Linked DNA regions of Gossypium hirsutum: region 2 is linked to region 1. A link is a contact called in public Hi-C data. All regions are on one chromosome and are shown on one strand. Each heading gives the region's core, a stretch centred on a gene start, on an enhancer-like site or on the middle of the called end of the contact. The rest is flanking DNA. Distances are from core to core; before and after follow the strand shown.

Region 1 (2,700 bases), core at 174-2,673:
GTTTTAGGAGGTTAATGTGCTGAACATATGATTTGGTTTGGTCATGATATTGAAGAGACACCCAAAACACTTAAGTGTTTGGAGTTCTTGAAAGCTTAAATGAATTCAATTAATATTGAAAATCAAATACAATGTAGAGACTTTGGATGAAAGATTTGTTTCAAAAAATGAAAATCTCTTGGTAAGAGTATTTTCTAATTTGATCATCCTAATTTATGTTGGTTATGATATTTGTTTTGTTTAGCTTATATGTCATGCTCTACATCTTGAATTTATCTTTGATGACTTTGGCACTTTCTTGGTTGATTACCTGATGAACAAATAAACTTGGTTGTTGATATGAGGAGTGTATGTTCGATCATGGTTCTACCTCTTAGGTAAAAACATATTCTTGTTCCTTTCATAGTTCATACTTGACTTGTCTGGATTAAAAGCTAATTATTTGTTGTTAGTTTTGTCAAAATATCAAAGGGGAGATTGTTGGAACTTTGACTACTTCTCTTGTTCCACTTCATGTTTAAACATCATACATGTAAGGACCCAAATTTGCCCGGGCCCGAAGAAAAACAAAAATTAAAATAAATAATAAAGCTAAAAAAAATCCAAATAATAAAACAGTCCAAGTCCATTTACACATCAAAAAAAGGGCCCAAATTAACCTAATTATAACCTAAGTATTAGCCTAGAAATACAAGGCCCAAAATCAAAACACCAACAGGAAACCCTAGGGTTTCCACCTTTGCGCTGCAGCCTTCAGCCGCCGTACAGCCCCAAGGCCTCTCCGTACCTCCGTACGCAGCACCGCACGCCGCACCGCACGCCAGCTGGCCTTCTCCGTACCTGCAAAAATGGACAGCAACAACAACAGAAAAGAACAAAAACAATTGTATTTTTCTTTTTCTTTTTTATTATTATTATTTTGGCTATATAGAAGCCCTAGGGGATCATTGTAAAGGGGGGACTGGCACAATACACGCATATTATACAAAAAAAAAGGAAGAGCAATCGAATACAAAAAAGAATCAAAGTGTTTCTTTCTGTTCTGTTTTCTCATTTCCTTTGCAAGTCCAGTTTCGAATATAACACACATATATATAGATATTCAAAAAGAAAGCGAAAAAAGGTTACCTTTTGAGATCAGGGAAGGAACCTACCTTCGGTTTCGGCCATCGGAGACCCTTTCTCCTGCGTGGATTCGGACCGAGGGGCGCATCTTGCTTCCTTTATTCTCGAGCCTTGAACCGTGACGGGGAGGAGGTGCGTTTGGCACTGATGAATCCTTGGAGTCGGCTAGGCAGAGAAGAGTGGGAGAGCTCTCATTTTTTTTAGATCTAGGGTTCAAATGAGGGTAAAAAAATTTTAGGCATTTATGGTAACGAGGAAACGACGTCGTTTCGTTCAATTCCATAATGCCTCAAAATGACACCGTTTGGTGTGTGACCCGATGACCCGACCCGGATTCTCCTAGGATCCGCGCGTTTCTGCAAAAATGGGGATTTTTTCGCGTTGGTCCTTCCCCTTTCGCGTTAGTGTTCAATTAGGCCCCGTTCACATTTTCTTTATTTTTAAATTTTTCCTAGAATTCGCGTAGCATTTCAATGTAACCCACGCCTAAACGCAGTGTTTTGGGATCTGGTATATTGCCAGTATTGGTCCCCGTGCGTCTGCGCGCATTGCGCTTTAGTCCTCCCTTTAATTTCAGCAGTGCATTTTATTTATTAAATATCCTTGTAATTTAATTTTATTTTAATTGAGCCCATTTGATTTGTATAGTTTATTATTTTTTAAATCGACTTAATATTTTTTTTATATATATGTATATACATACCTTTTTTGAATTATCATGATAATATTACCCCCTTTTTTATATAAAGTCTTTATTTTAAAGTTTTTTATCATATTGTTTTAAAAATTTTGTGTATTACTTCATTTAAATATTCATATATAATATTATGCATACATAGTCCATGGCCAAATTAGTTTTTATTCAATATATTATTAATTCCATGGTTACTTTTACACACATAGTTCCTTTTAAACCTATTTATATATATATATATAATTCACATCTCAAGAATATATCCTGTTATATATATATATTTTTAGGACCTTTCATATTTTACATATTATTTAAATTATCTTTCACTACATGTACATATTTACGTTCTAGCCATTTTTCCATATTAATTTAAAATTTGTTGTGCCCTTTACTTTTAAATTGTTTCATTATTGACCTAAGGCTTCCCTACATTATTTTAAATATGTTATTTATTTTATACGGTTACACATATGTATATATGTTTTTTTGTTAAATCTATTCATGTATATAATGTACTCCTTTTGAGGTCCTATTTCAATGCATGTTTTTTATCCTTTAAACATTCATCTAGTATTATTTATATATAAATTTGTTTATTTCAAACACTACCAAATATTTTTCTTATAGAGTAAATTATTTGTATTTTATGTGTACTATCTATCTAGATTAACATATTGATATATATATTATTTTGTATATTACTTATTTCTTTGTTTGCGTAATGTTCATTTTAAAAAAAAATTAATCTATATATTACTATGCTATATACGATTTTATGTGGTTCTTATTTTGTGATTTATTTTAAGATCAAATTATTTTACAGATTTTGTTTTAAATTCTACTTATTCATTCATAAGTGTTTTAACGTTATTTTCACACTT
Region 2 (2,700 bases), core at 109-2,608, 140 kb before region 1:
TTAACATTTCATGCAAATATAATGTAGAAAATGGTAAATACAACATAAATCACACAATATACTTTAACATTTCATGCATATATAATAAAAAATGATGAATAATGGCATAAATGACACAATATACATTATCATTTTATGCATATATGATCATAGATAACATAAATATACATGCATTATCGTTACATGCAAAATACAACGTAGAGCATAATGAATACAACAATATAAATTGCAATATATATATACAACAATATTTCATGCAATTGTAGCTTAAATCAACATAAACAATTAATTTTCATGCAAACGTGATAAACAACAAATCATGTAAACAACAAATAGCTAGTGAGATAGCATTAGCATGTTAAAACAATAAATACAAAAAATATAAAGTGAATAAACAAATCATGAACATAAAAACAAAAAAAAAACGAATAAAATAATAAAAAAGAAGTAAAAAATATATTAGAGCAATGTATAAATGATAAAGGAGAGTTTTTAAAAATAATTACTATATGTAATACATTACATAATATAATAATTCAAGGTCAAATCATCATATTGAATAGGAACAAAATTTTATACTTTTTTTAAAAAATATTATATACTGACCTCTAAATAATGATATATAAATGTAATTTTTAGTAATAATTTAAAATTTTAATTATACATAATAAACAGTTAATAAAATGATATAAAATAAAATAATAAGTAATTAAAAATGATATAATATAATAATTTCCATATATAAATATAGTAAGATAAATAATATATAAAGTAAAATGCATATATAATATAAAAAACGTATATAATATAAAAATAATATACATTATTTATATATATAACTAATGTTTAAAAAATACATATAAAAATTTATAAGAAACGTATATAATAATATAATATGAAAATAATATACATTATTTTATATAACTAATATTTAAAAATAATAATACATATAGTATTTGAAAATAAATTAAATATATATAAAAAAGGACTAAGATCGAAATTTTTTAAAAAAAACTAGGGCTAATTACAAATAAATAAAAATTTGGGGTTTAATTGAAATGCGCATTAGAAATGAGGGACTCACTGGGAAATTATCCCTAATCCCCAAAACGACATCGTTCTCGGCACAGGTCTTACAATGGCTATTAGGACCAAATTACAATAAATGTAAAAGTTTAGAACCAGATTGAAATAAAAATAAAATGAATTTTAGAAAACATAAAAATACGGAAGGATCAATTGGGAAATTATCCCTTTAAACAAAAAATGCGCGGATCCTCACTTTGGAACGACGTCGTTTTGGTTATTAAACAACCATTCTAAAATGACGTCGTATGGGCTATCAATAAATACAAAAAAAGTTTGAAAATTCATTTGGTTCCATGTTTTTAAAAAAAAAAAGAAAGTTCTCTGAAAAGGAGAATAGGAGAGCCTTTCCAGGTTTCTCCGACCTCTGTCAGACCAGACTCCGGTCACCGGGTTCATGCGTCCACGCGCTACACGCGCTACACGCGCTACACGCGCTACACGCGCCACCGTACACGACGGTTTGGAAGGTTCAAAACCTTCACTTTCCTTGGCGAATCACAGGTAACCCCTTTTCCCATTTTAAAATACCAATTTTTCACCAAAATAACTCGCATACATGTTGAACCATAGATAACAGAATATGAAACTAAAGTCACCTTTTAAAGAAACTGCTTGAATTTCTATGAATATCCATATATCTGTTCTCTTTTGTATATATTTTTCGTATGTATAAAAAAAAAGGCCTCTCTTTTACAGTGAAATCATTCAGCTTTTATAGCCTCTATTTACAGGTTTGTATATTCTCTACTCGATTTTTGCCATATTTGCATTCGTCTTTGCTGTTCCTCTTTCCTTTTTTGCAGGTACCATCGAGGATCTCACGGCGAGGAGTGGGCTGGCGTTGATCCGTGCGCCAATCACGACGCAATACAGAGCCTGGAATCACGGCACTGATGGAGGTGACGATGACGGTCACTGGAACGGCGCAAAAAGGGTGTGAAGATTGGCGTGCCTGCGGTGCAAATTCTGGAACCTTCCTCTAGCGTTTGCAGTGCCTAGGGTTTCAAAAACCCTAGGTCTTCCATCATCTGTTTGTAATTTGGGACTCCTTGGGCCGTGCCCATTTGTGGGTTGGGTGTAACCGGGCATAGGGTTCTTAGGCTACATGGGTCTTGAGTCATCAGGCTTTTAGGCCCATTTCTAAACTGGACATTACAACATGGACATTTATTTATTTAATTTACAAATTTCGTTTATTTCATTGCATGGGCCCTGGCAAATTTGGGGTGCTACAATAGAGTCGATATCATCTGGCACGAAATCAAGTTGTAGATCCCAAGTTGTTGAGCACCATTGGAAGGGAACATTTAAAAGTCAAGAATTGTGCCTTATCCATTTTGCAAGTTGGCTTAGAATGTTCTGCAGAGTTTCCAAATGATAGGCTTCATATGAAAGAGGTTGTTACAAAGTTAAAAAAGATCAAAGTAAAGTTATTAAGGGATATGCGACGCGTTCGATGAAGAGACCATTGTTAAATTGACTAAAATAAACATAAGCTTTGCTTTCTAGCAATGTCTTTGATAAATATTTATACAGATGCTCTGTTTTCCTAGAAAGTTTATTAATAGTTATTTCTACATTTAGTGATTTTTTTTAAAAAAAAAATAAGTT

Evidence for each region. Hi-C and Micro-C count contacts between places; a contact is called where the count stands out from the background.
Region 2: a contact with region 1 is called in a Hi-C map of leaf, with 1.9 times the contacts expected there. The contact joins the promoter of LOC107954842 here to the promoter of LOC107934648 in region 1. A contact is called at or near these places in 3 of 34 Hi-C or Micro-C datasets (callus and leaf).

Annotation. Positions count from the first base shown.
Region 1 is chrA01:5,333,073-5,335,772 of Gossypium_hirsutum_v2.1, reverse strand. It overlaps LOC107934648, which reads right to left and starts at 1,423. Exons shown (of 2, transcript XM_016867127.1): 1 at 1,155-1,423; 2 at 478-840. The coding sequence starts at 1,408. The coding sequence ends at 678.
Region 2 is chrA01:5,476,522-5,479,221 of Gossypium_hirsutum_v2.1, reverse strand. LOC107954842 reads left to right here and starts at 1,358. Exons shown (of 2, transcript XM_016890531.2): 1 at 1,358-1,590; 2 at 1,893-2,290. The coding sequence starts at 1,383. The coding sequence ends at 2,029.